Linked DNA regions of Sus scrofa: region 2 is linked to region 1. A link is a contact called in public HiChIP or PLAC-seq data. All regions are on one chromosome and are shown on one strand. Each heading gives the region's core, a stretch centred on a gene start, on an enhancer-like site or on the middle of the called end of the contact. The rest is flanking DNA. Distances are from core to core; before and after follow the strand shown.

Evidence for each region. HiChIP or PLAC-seq counts read pairs in DNA pulled down with a chosen protein or histone mark.
Region 2: a contact with region 1 is called in an H3K27ac HiChIP or PLAC-seq map of skeletal muscle. The contact joins two enhancer-like sites. A contact is called at or near these places in 2 of 2 datasets of contacts at active chromatin or transcription factors (alveolar macrophages and skeletal muscle).

The regions. Positions count from the first base shown.
Region 1 is chr1:194,009,844-194,016,524 of Sscrofa11.1, forward strand. SYNE2 (nesprin-2) reads right to left here. Exons shown (of 117, transcript XM_021074116.1): 68 at 3,556-3,738; 69 at 2,370-2,498; 70 at 1,435-1,556; 71 at 1,139-1,280. Among named protein-coding and RNA genes, the nearest start is that of ESR2, 170 kb to the left of the region's middle. Within about 2 kb of position 4,773, at least 6 of the 83 cell types and tissues checked have an H3K27ac peak or open chromatin away from gene starts, as enhancers often do. A contact at or near this core is called in skeletal muscle, where this site is marked.
Region 2 is chr1:194,313,416-194,320,021 of Sscrofa11.1, forward strand. The region is part of intron 2 of SYNE2 (nesprin-2); the gene reads right to left. Among named protein-coding and RNA genes, the nearest start is that of SGPP1, 35 kb to the right of the region's middle. Within about 2 kb of position 5,311, at least 1 of the 83 cell types and tissues checked has an H3K27ac peak or open chromatin away from gene starts, as enhancers often do. A contact at or near this core is called in skeletal muscle, where this site is marked.

The DNA of each region.
Region 1 (6,681 bases), core at 3,523-6,022:
AAAAGCTAAATAATTACCGAAAGTGATCTGTGACTTCAGAAAGGAAAAGGATACAGTTAATTTCTTTCCCAAATTGGAAAACTAACATATATGAAGAAATAGGATGGGGTAGTAGATGAATTCACCAGGTGGGAGGGTGGAGAATCCCCTCTTGGAGAAAGAACAACATGCATGTCATGGTGTGCAGGACAAGGAGAAACAAAGACTATGGACTATGGCCCTGGCCTACCCATGAACTGGAGTCATCTGACCAACTTTAAATGGTCAAATGAGGTTACTGGCAGAATAGAAGAGAAATGAAAAGTTCCCAGCAGACTAGGGAATTGGGAATTCATCAGTAACCTTTGCCTAGGCAATCTGAGTGCAAAGTTGAAGTCAGAAGCTTGACTGCTGGGAGCAATGGTGCTCTTCTGCTCAGTGGCTCCCTGCTTAAGAGAGAAATCCACAATAGCTGGAACAGCATGAATATACCCTTGTAATGGCAATATAAGGCATGATAAGGTGTGCAGGTGAGAATACCTATAGACAGGTACCATCAGCCAGGGGCTGGCACACTGCACATTCCAAATAATCTTTTGATGGACGAATGACACACATATAGCACTATATCATTTTTTTTTTTTTTGGTCATCCCCACGGCATGCAAAAATTCCCAGGCTAGGGACTGAACTCAAGCCATAAGCAGTAACCTGAACCACAGCAATGAAACCAGCTCTTTAACTACTAGGCCACCAGGGAATGTATGTTTTTCACATATATTATTCATTACATTTATAGTAACGGCAATTTTATGATGTTTCAGGTACTGTGCCAGGCACTCAAATGTGAACCAGGCAGACATGGTCTTTCTTCTCATGCCTTGTAATGGGCAATGTAGACAAATCAACAGGTGCACAGTGGATCAGGATTAGGGAAGCCCAGAGTGCTTCTGTGCTACAGGGGAACTGAAGAGGAGCACAGACTACAGATTTACAGGAAGGTGAACAGGGACAACCAACTATGAAAATCCTGCTGGCATCTTTGCTTTCTGCAAGTAAACTACTACACAATGCAGAACACGCATGCATGTTTAATAAATGCTTATTGTATTTTCAAAGACACAAACACGTTCCTCTATACTGTGTGCACACAGGCTGACCTGGGGCTGCACAGGCTGAGGTGGAGGGAGCCTTGTCTTTGATGAGAGTTCATGATGTAAATATTGCCACTTATCTCCACTTTGGCCCTGGGCTGACAAGACCGAGTCTGGAGCATCATTTTCAGGGCTAGATGCTTTACTGCTTTTAAGGGAAAACAAAAGGTGAAAAGAATAATCATCATACACAAATTTTATTACATTCGGATAATGTTTTATAAGTGATAGTAAAACAAACACTCCTGATTCTCCCAACCATAAAACTACTGTATAATGTCTAATTCTTTAAAAATACTTGCCTCACAGATGATGTCTGAGTCGTATCCTTAGCATGTTGGCAATACTGGACCCACATTTTGTTAGCATTAAATTCTATGAATTTGATTAAATCATTCCGTTCCATTGGTTTTAACTCCAGAACCTATAATTGAATAGGATTCAAATGGTCCAATGAATCAAAGTTTTCAAATAGCACCCAAAGGTTTCCTTGGTTGGGATCATGTGATTTGGAACCACTTCCTAAATCATTATTTACTTCTCTTCCTTGCTTGCTTGTTCTCATTAACTTTTATTTTTCAAAAAACTATTTAAAACAGTCTTACAGTGACCAAGTATTGTTTGCTATATACTACACACATGGAAAATCACCAAAAATATACTAATATATTTTGAAACAATAGGGAAAGAAGTGTTGGAGTTACAGAGGTTAAGTTTACTCTGAAGACATTTGCTTAGTGCGGTGTAAGTGCAAGTTAATGGAGTTCCTGTCATCGCGCAGCGGAAACGAATCCAACTAGGAACCATGAGGTTTTGGGTTCAATCCCTGGCCTCGCTCAGTGGGTTAAGGATCCAGCGTTGCCGTGAGCTGTGGTGTGGGTCGCAGAAGCAGCTCAGATCTGGAGTTGCTGTGGCTCCGGTGTAGGCCGGTGGCAACAGCTCCAATTAGATCCCCTAGCCTGGGAATCTCCATATGCTGCGGGTGCAGCCCTAAAAAAGATGCAAGTTGTTAAAGCAGCCACACACACAAGTTCAAGTGTCCCCAGATGTAGTAGATGAAAACAAAGTAGGTGCTGTAGCAAACACTCAAAACCCCGAGGTGCTGCACACCCACACATTAAACTTTCTATGAAGTCACATAAGAAAACACTCCCATGGCTGGTCAGTTTTTATTTCAATGGGAAATTCCATGTAGAAACCTTTATTCTTATCCTTATAACTGTTGGGCTGAAATTACCTGTTGTTGTTGGAAATCTTTTTGTCTGCTGAATTGTGGCCTTTCAGTTACAATAGATTCAAATTCAGAAAGGTTATCTGGTTGGAGAACTTTCTGATGCTCTGAAGATTTCTTTAGAATGGTAGAATTCTGCAAAACATTTTATGACGGCAGGCTATTTATTTACAATGGTGACCCACTTTATTTCAAATCCAGTAAGACTACAAAATGGAACATTTCACAGGAATTAAATGATTATATTCTGTTAATTATAGTAATTACATACTACGATTTAATGTATTTATTTCATAAGAACTCCAAAACCCACTACAGTTGATGACGTGATCATTTTATCATTTTCTCAACTTAATTCCTCCTATAAATTACTAAAAGCCAGGAAATCCATTGCCCTTTTTTCTTAGAGCAAAATGAAGAAAACAGACATAGTATTATGCTTTTGAACTCAAATTTCCCCTATGTCTAAAGTAGACATTTATCATACATTAGTAGATATTTTTTAAAGAGAGAGAACATATGAGGATAAAAGGGATTCCATATAGCCGGTGTAGCTGAAGCTGATCTTATTTCTGTGAATGCAAGTCCTGTAAGTAGAAACCATCATCTTATAAGTAGAGATGTAAATCTTACATAGTAAGATCCTACTCATAGAGCATATTTGCATTTATATACACAGAATGCTTTTAAAAGTCACTAGAACACTTTAACTGTATGGTACTTTGATCAGTATATATAAATATTTTAAATGAATAACAAAAGTACCCTGGAAACAGGTTTTTGTGTTTCTGATGTCAAATTTTAAGCTTATCTATAAAGAATTCATTTTCCAGTCAATTGGAGTCACACAATTCATTTAAAATACATATTTCTTTTATGAGGAAGGCTTGCATGGACTTCAGTATCAGCAAGAACAAGCTACCCAGTCAAGCCAACTCCAATCAATACCATCACTAACAACAACCTAGATGGAAAAACTGCACAGCAAAATGAAACCAACAACAAAATCCAGGGCAGCCATTCCTGACAGCTTTCTGAGGCTTAATTCTTTCTCACTTAGAATAATTCCTCTGTAGGTATTTCCTTACCTCCATCCAGAGTTCTTACTGATGGATCCATCTGAGCGTATACATACATGTCCATCTACCCATGTGTCTGTCTACATACATATCTGTACACAGCCATACTTTACCTGCTCCTCATTGTATTTCTCCTGAAGCATCATCTGAACTTTTTCCAAATTGCACTTCACAGTTTTTAGTTTCAAGGAAAGTGCTTCCGCCTCCTGTTGAGTGGCCCCGCTATCCCCCAGGCCCTGATCTTTGCAGTTCTCTAACAGAGAGGCAACCTTGTGCTCAATCTCTGTCAGCATAGCCTAGGAAATAAAATCATCTAATTATTCATAGTTTTAATCCTGAATAAGCATTACACCCCAAAATAAGTTAGGTTTACACTCTCTACCTAAGTGGATAGAAGAACTCCATGGGAGTTCCCACTGTGGCTCAGCAGTAACGGACCCAACTAGTATACATGAGGATTCAGGTTCAACCCCTGGCCTCACTGTGGGTTAAGGAGCCAGGGTTGTTGTGACCTGTGGTCTAGGTTGCAGACATGGCTCGGATCCCACGCTGTTGTGGCATAGGCTGGTAGCTGTAGCTCTGATTCGACCCCTAGCCTGGAAACTTCCATATGCCGCAACTTTGGCCCTAAAAAAAAAAAAAAAAAAGTACCGGGAACACAGTTTGGAAGGGACTTTGGGGGGAAAAAACCCTCCACATAATCCCTCTGGTTTTCAATCCCAGGACAACCAAACCAACCCCAAATTGCAGTGGTCACTCTCTTAAATAATCTAAAACCAGTTATTCTACATTCCTTTTAGAAAATATGGCTGAGTGTACCCAGTACCCCACAGTGGTTAAGAACAGACACTGGAACTGTACTACTTGGGTTCAGATCCCAGCCCTGCCAGTTAGTAGCTGGGAAAACTCGGGCACCTTACATTGTGTGGTTGTGCCTCTAGCCATCTGTAAAATGGGGACAATAACAGAATTTAACTCCTGGGGTCACTTTGAGAGGCTAGAGTTAAATCCACATACCTTGGGCAGTGCTTGATTCATCGTCTGTGTCAACTATCATTATATTTCCCCACCTTTCTAACCTTTTTCTGTTGCAATCCAAGTGTTGAGTGGTATTAAAAAAAAAAAAAAAAAGAATTCCAGAGAATCCTTCGAAAATTCTTCCCCATTCTCTTTTCCTGCTCTTTCTCAAGCCAAATAAGCTTCTAAAATATTAGAAGAAGACCACAGAAAACATAACCAGGAAGCTAAAACACTTAGTCATTGATACAGCTGGCCAACTTATAGCTGGGCCTAAAAATAAATCAGGAGGATGAAGTAAGTTTCCCAGTAAGTCACCGTCATTGTTTTCCTCCTCAGCAGATCAAGTTTGCCCTCTCCTGAGGCTCAGTAGCCTCAACATAGTAGCCCAACTGGCTGGGCACACAAGTAGAGCAGCAGCGTTCAGATTCGCATTCCAGCAATGTGACTACTTGTGCTAAAATCATGTGTGACTAAGAGCAAGTTTAAGTCCTTGGGAGAAACTTAAGGAAATACTTTAAATACTTAATTCTTTTTGTTTTGTTTTCGTTTCTTTGTTGGTTTTTTTTCTTTTCAGGGTCACACAAGCAGCATATGGAAGTTCCCAGGCTAGGGGTCAAATTGGAGATGCAGCTGCCAGCCCACACCATAGCCACAGCAATGCCAGATCCGAGCCACATCTACAACCTACACCACAGCTCACGGCAAAGCTGGATCCTTAACCCACTGAGTGAGGCCAGGGATTGAACTCACGTCCTCATGGATACTAGTCAGGTTCTTAACCCGCTGAACCACAACGGGAACTGCAGAAATACTCTACTCTTAATATAAATTTTCAAGTAACAAACTTAAAACATCTCCATCCAAGCAAATTACTTGTATCCTCCATCTATAGACTCTTCTAAGCATGAACAATACGAGCACAAAGATTTTAGAGTGGCTATAAACAAAGTACACTGTAATATTATGCTCTTTCTCCATAATGTATACTTTTCCATGTATCTACATACGTGTGCTTCATGATTCCCATTTTAATAGCTGCAAGTGAATATTGCAGATTCTCTTCACCTTCCTATCATTAAGTCTTTAAACCATCTCCAGTTCTTCACTTTTGTAATCAATGCTGGCGTATTTTTCTCCTTTTGGGGTTATTTTCAGAGGGTAAATTTAAAGTAATGGGATTATTGGGCTAAAAAGATGCACATTTTATCTGCCGATAGTGAACTCCCCCCAACATTTAACTAAATTGGCAGACATTAGTGAATCTATTTCTCCAGAGTTTTCCAGGATGAAATAATTTTTGTCAAGGTAATGTAGGAACAAAACAACAGTTGTTTTGACTCATATGTCTTTAATAATCAAGGCTGAATATTTCCTTTCAAATATTAAGTTACTGCATATAATTTTTTCTTGACTGCTCTCTTTGCTCCTATCCTTTGGAGATTTTCTCTGGGAACTTAGTGTTTTTACAGACCACTCTAAGGCTTTTTACAGGTTTCAGTATTAAACCGTATGGCCAGGTGTTATGCAAATGAGTCAAAGTCGGCCCCTATATATTGACTCTTATGTTGTTTATTTCTTCACAGCGGGTGAGGACATTAGCTCATATTTCACTGGTACCAGACTCACAACTGGACCCCCACCTCTGCGAGCTGTGGTGAAGACAAGCAGGTGCTCTAATGCCCTACCTCTGCTGTCCTTCAGAGCTCCCTGACATCACCTAGACACAGAAGCCCCTCTGGATCCCCATTCCCCTGGAGCCCCCTGTCTCTTCCCCTTGTGGGTGGTGGCCCCACCAGCCTCTTGCCAAAGCCTCTGGAAGGTCTCCTGCCAATGAGAGACCTCCAAGTCCCTCCAGATCCCTCCAAAATGCTGCTGAAAAAAGCTCCCTATGTGCTACCGCCCCCTTGTGGCCATGTCTTTTCCCAGAGCAGCCCTCAAATCCTTGGACTTGATACCAGTGGCCAGATGGGATTCGGGTGATGATCAAGGAACTAACTGGCTTTGGAGTCTTCTCAGGCAGAAGGATGATTGATTGGAAGATCACTTCAGATGGCCTTAAGTGCCTGGGTCTCAACAGGTGGAAGGCTGCAAGTTCAGATCAGAGGAGCGCTGCTCTGTGCCATATTACACTCTTTTCTACACTCCCCTGCATCTCATCAGCTAGGCCATGTGGTGGTGGTAGGATCTGAATAAACCCATGCCTCAGAGTGACTTCTGGG
Region 2 (6,606 bases), core at 4,061-6,560, 300 kb after region 1:
AATCTTCATCTTAATTGTAATAAGAACTCATTAATCATCTGCTATCATCTTAATCAAGAGGAATAAATATTGTAATAAGCATTCACTTAAAGCCTCCAGTGAACTAAGACGCTGTTTATTTTTTATTTTATTTTTGTCTTTTGTCCTTTCAGTGCCGCACCCTTGGCACATGGAGAGTCCCAGGCTAGGGGTTGAATTGGAGCTGTAGCTGCTGGCCTACACCAGAGACATAGCAACATGGGATCCGAGCCTCATCTGCAACCTACACTACAGCTCACAGCAACGCTGGATCCTCAACCCACTGAGCAAGGCCAGGGATCAAATCCGTAACCTCATGGTTCCTAGTCAGATTCATTAACCACTGAGCCACAACGGGAACTCCTAAGATGCTGTTTAAATGAAAAACAACACACTGAAAGAAATCAGAGGATTCCCTCCTCGTTGGAGTGCTTACTAATTTACTGAATGTATGCTGAAGGCTTTTTAATGATAAAGGAAAAGTATTAGATGCTCTTTTCAGTGTGTTAACTGAGAACACAATGTCTAGCCTTTGCCACACATTCGAAAGCTACTATATCACCTGATCTAAAATACTGTTAAGTTCCTCCTCCTATGTTAAAGCTTCTTGGAGACACTGGCCGTGTCACATTATTAATCTTTGTTATTCTCAGTGCCTAACATGTCGCCTTGCATCTTGACAGGTAGTCCGCAAATGTTTGTTAAGTAAATTCGTCTTTATTTAGTAAAATTTTCCATAAGCCGTTCAGGTAACAGGAAAAACACAGGACCTGAAAGTCTTTCACAGTAAGGATATTATTATTGCTGCCATTTTAATTGCTACTACTAATGCAATCATTTAAACCTACCTACCAGATTGTGCTATTTCATTGATTAAAAGTTTCTCGTCTTCAGTTTCATAAACTGTGTCATGAGGGTGAAATCTTCTTGTGCTACTTGATCATCAACTGAATGACTGTGTTACCCACAGCATGTCAGATAAATATAAAGCATTAATAACTGTACTGTGTTGTAAGAGCCCCATGAATGACCAGAACTTCACATCTTATAATCATGTTGTAAAACAAGATGTGCTCAGCTCAAAAAAAAAAAAAAAATTCTCTGTCAAGGATAATCACAATCAAGTACAGGCAAGTACATTGGTGTCTACACTATCATGTAAAACTGAAGTTGCCTTAGACCCACAGTCTTGCTGTTTACAACATGGTTTTTTTGTTTTTGGTTTTTTTTTTTTTTTTTTTTTTTTTTTTTTTTTTTTTCGTCTTTTCAGGCTGTACCCACAGCATATGGAAGTTCTCAGGCTAGGGGTGAAACTGGAGCTGCAGTTGCCAGCCTACACTACAGCCACAGCAATGCTGGATCCGAGCTGTGTCTGCGACCTATACCACAGCTCACGGCAACGCCAGATCCTTAACCCACTGAGCGAGGCCAAGGATCAAGCCCAAGTCCTCATGGATACTAGTTGGGTTGGTTAACTGCTAAGTCACTATGGGAACTCCTAGACAGCTTATTTTAAAAAGCAAAATAGTCAATGCTGAGAGTTCCTGACATGGCTCAGCAGTTAATGAACCCGACTAGTATCCATGAGGATGAGGGTTCTTTCCCTGGCCTCCTCAGTGGATTAAGGATCTGGTGTTGCCATGAGCTGCGGTGTAGGACACAGACGCAGCTCGGATCCCGCATTGCTGTGGCTGTGGAGTAGGCCAGCAGCTGCAGCTCTGATTCGACCCCTAGCCTGGGAACTTACATGTGCCATGGATGCAGTCCTAAAAAGAAAAAGAAAAAGAAAAAAAAAAAAAAAAAAAAGGTGCTGCTGGTTGGTAGCTTGATGGTGAGAAAAGTACAGTTTTTAGTATCAAAATGAATAAGCAGTAAAAATGGCAGAAACAAAGACCAAGAAGTGAGAAAACTCATGGTGCATTTCAGTATTAGTGAGTAGGTCAGTGTGGCTACAGCAAAGGCTATAGTAGAAAACAGGCAGGAAAGGTCAACTGGGATCAAATTAGGGAGGGCCTTGAATCCCCTGTTACCTAGAGTGATTGAACTTCACACGAGGGTGAATAGGAAACCTTGATGCTGTCTGAGTGGGGATCAGTTTGATGGAAACCATGTTTGGAAGGCTGGTCTCATAATGACATCACGCAGAAATCAGGAGCAAGTGGGTAATCATTCACTCTCACAGAATATAGAATTAAATAAATACTTTCTATTTTACTTTATTATTCTGAAATATATCATAAATGCAGGAGCAAAATTCAATAAGTACATACAGTTTTGTTTTTTTTTTAGGGACGCACTTATGGCATATGGAAGTTCCCTGGCTATGGGTCGAATTAGAGCTACAGCTGTGGGCCTACACCACAGCCACAGCAATGTGGGATCCGAGACCCGTCTGCAATCTACACCACAGCTCAAGGCAACACCAGATTCCTGACCCACTGAGTGAGGCCAGGGATCAAACCAACATCCTCAAGGATATTAGTCAGATACATTTCCACTGCACAACAAAGGGAACTCCAGTACATACAGTTTAAAGCATGATAAACACCAACTTTTAAACTTTTGAAATAAACTTTTTGCTACCTAAGCATATATCCCTGAATTATATAAAATATATATAATTTCAGGAATTACATATACATATAGTCTTTTGTCTTTGGTGCCGCACCCACAGCATATGGAGGTTCCTAGGCTAGGGGTCTAATCAGAGCTATAGCCGCCAGCCTTCACCAGAGCCACAGCAATGCAGGATCTGAGCCATGTCTGCAACCTACACCACAGCTCACGGCAACGCTGGATCCTCAACCCACTAAGCAAGGCTAGGGATTGAACCTGCAACCTCATGGTTCCTAGTCGGATTCGTTTCCACTGTGCCACAACGGGAACCCCGTGAATTATATTTTTAATTTTGCCTGTCCTTGACCTTTACATAATGGAATTATTAAGTACTTTTCAGTGCTAGCTTTTGGACCCACACAGAACTTTTGAGACTCTCATCCATATTCATGCCTCTAGCTGTAGTCCATCCTTTTCACTGCTATATAGTATTCCACGGTTTGAATACACCACAGTTTTATCCTTTGATGATGTTTCCAGTTTTTTGCTATTATGAATAGTGAAGCTAAGAAACTCTTGCACATGCCTACTGGTTTATGTAAAAACTGTTCTTTAGGGTAAATATCTAGGAGTGGAATTGCTGGATCATTAGAAATGGTATTTGTAAATTATAATGTAAAGTTGTTACCTAAAGTCATTAACAAATTTACAGTCCCATCAGGAGTATATGAGGGTTTCTGTGGCTCTATTTCCTTATCAACATCAAAAACTGACCAATTTTCAGGTTTTTTTAGCTAGTCTGGTAGGTGTGAAATGGTTTCACTGGTTTTAGCTTGTATTTCTCTGATTCACTAATGAGGTTAAGAATCTTTCCACAGAAGTTGCTGTTGTGGCTCAGTGGGTTTGATCCCTGGCTTCAATCAGTGGGTTAAGGAGGTGTAGGCCACAGATGTGGCTCGAATCTGGTATTGCTGTGGCTGCGGTGTAGGCCAGCAGCTGCAGGTCTAATTCGACCCCTAGCCTGGAAAGTTTCATATGCTGCAAGTGTGGCCCTAAAAAGGATGAAGGAGGAGGAGGAGGAGGGGGAGGGGAGGAGGGAGAGGGGGAGAAGGAGGAGGAAGAGAAGAAGAAAGAAGAAGAAGAATATTCCTACATGTTTATTGGCCATAAATGCTCCCTCTTTTAAGATATGATTATTTCATACAGCTAGGATTAGATGTGAAATACCTAATTATATCGCTTGATCACTTTCCAGTTGGTTTATGTTTCTTTATTGATCTGCCAGGCTAATTCTACCTTATATCAAGTTTATCCGTGGGTCTGATTTTAGCATCTGTTTTCTGGTGAATTCATTTTTCACTTATTTGAAAATTTAAGATTGGTCAGCTAAACAACTATTTTCAATGAAAACCTCAATGAAGGAATGTACAAGAAAATTTTTCTTCTGAAATTTACATGAGATTCTTGAAAATATTCAGTAATCACTGAAGATTAGTGTGCCACCAGAGGGAGTCCAAAGGGATCCCATGAGTGTGTACCACAACATCCAAGCATGCACAGGGTAGGGGAGTCTAGCTTTACCGAGTACTTCACAAGTGCTTTTCACTATTACTTACATCAAGATCTTGGGGGGGGGGGGTTGTTTGTTTTTTTACTTCTTATGGCCATACCTGAAGCATACAGAAGTTCCCAGGTTAGGGGTGGAATCAGAGCTGCCCCTTCAGGCCTACACCACAGCTCACAGCAATCCGGTACCCTTAACCCACTGAGTGAAGCCAGGGATTGAACCCACATCCTCATGGAGACAATTCTTAACCCACTGAGACACTATGGGAATGCCTATCTTGGGGTGTTAAAGTATTTTTGCTGCATATTTCATCTTTCCCACTAGTATTTTACTATTTGTATTTCATTTTCCCATGTCACTGTGGCACAATGAGACACATCATGAGAGAAAATAGCTAGACTAGCATTAACCCTGGCATTTTTAATGGCCTGCCTGATTCTCTGTTCTCAGTGTCCTCCACCACTGAAGTTTTATCCCCTCCCTGGACTCTGGGGAACAATTCTGAAAGTGGGAAGTTTAGTGTATTAGCTCACCAAATTAAGCTCATCCTGTTCTAACCTTGTTGGACAGGACTACTAATGGGATTTTGCAACCTCCTAAACCCTCAATGCAAATAATAAGGTTTGCGTTTCGCTTTTTTTTTTTTTTTTTTTTTTTTTTTTTTGTCTTTTTGCTATTTCTTGGGCTGCACCTGTGGCATATGGAGGTTCCCAGGCTAGGGGTCAAATCGGAGCTGTAGCCGCTGGCCTATGCCACAGCCACAGCCACAACAAAGTGGGATCCGAGCCGCATCTGCAACCTACACCACAGCTCACGGCAATGCTGGATCCTTAACCCACTGAGCAAGGCCAGGGATTGAACCCGTAACCTCAGGGTTCCTAGTCGGATTCGTTAATCACTGAGCCATGGGAACTCCGCATTTTGCTCTTATCAACTGGCTTCCCATCTGAAAGCCAGTTTGTCTGTGACTGTGTACTTTCAAGAGTCAAAAATCCTGCCCTGAAACCCAGGCCAGTTATATGGACCCTAAATTCTGCTCCTCAAGGCACTAGTAACTAGGAATCCAGAGTGACTTCCTTAGCTAGAATTTACTTGTTTTTTCCACACTGATTTCTGAGACAAGGCTAATCCTTGGCTGGTTAGGGCACAAGCCAAGTCCCTTGGCTGCTTCTCTTTGTTCTGGTTGTTAGGAATCTGAAAAATAATTTTATGTTTGGTTGCTATAGCTTTGTTTGAGCACAAAGTGCGCAAAAAGTTTCTTGGTATATTTACATCTATGTACTGAACGAATGATCTTCTTTGCTGTGCACTTTAGAATATGGCAATATGAAAAACTAACAGAATCCTTGCCACCAGGAGCTAACTGTCTAGCAGTAGTGCAAGGGATCAACAATTTGTAATGCGGTCAGCACTACCAAAGGGCAAGACTCAGAGTCAGCTTACATGAGGATTTAACTTGAGCTAGTTAACATTTATCACTGGATATTTGCCTTTCCTTCTAGGTTTTTTTTTATCAATGCAAATTATTTTAATTATAGGCAAAGATGTGTCTGTATATGTAATCAACAATATCTTTCATAAATCCTTCCTTTCACAAAGAAATTTGAAATGGGAGTATTTACTAGAGTTTCTGAGCTGGAGTTTCACTGATTCAAAAACTACTGACTTAATAAATAGACTCTAAGCATTACAGAAACTGATTCCAAATGAGAGAGTAGAATATGAGGGTGATAGTCAGTGCAAATCCTTAGCCAGTCTAGGATAAAGAGAAAAAGAAAAGAGAATTATTTGCCTAACAGAGGCTGGCAAATAATTGCCTGAACCAGGTAAAGCTGGAAAGCGGAGTACTACAAAGGACCAGCTTCAGCATATGTTGCCATGCGTGATGAGAGCCCAGTGTGCCCTGATCATCCTAATTTATAACAGAAGCTAGAATTGCCTTTTTTTTTTTTTTTTCCTTTTTATAGCTGCACCTGTGGCATATGGAAGTTCCTGGGCCAGGGGTCAAACCACAACTATAGCTGCTGGCCTACACCACAGCCAGAGCAACGCTGGATCCTTAACCCACTGAGCAAGGCCAGGGATCCAATCCACATCTGCACAGAGACAAAAGCCCATCCCTAACCCACTGAGCCACAACAGGAACTCCTAGAATTTTCAATTTTTTAATGTCAAATAAGTTAAAATTCTAAAACAATTGTGCAGGCTAAATAAAACCTCTCCCTCTTTGTCATCTTTAATTTAGACTCTGCCTTTCATGTTGACTTCCTAAGCATGAACTTATCCACAATGGCCAACTAGATAGTGTTAGTTTTCCTACTTTATTCATCCTTCTATCTTTTCTACCACCAAATCTTCATTCCCACCCCTATGCACCTGTTTTAGTGTGATAAAGTGATGCTGCCAAGACAGAAGTAGGTCAGATCATTTTCACCCTTCTCACTCGCAGAAGTTTTCTTTACAAA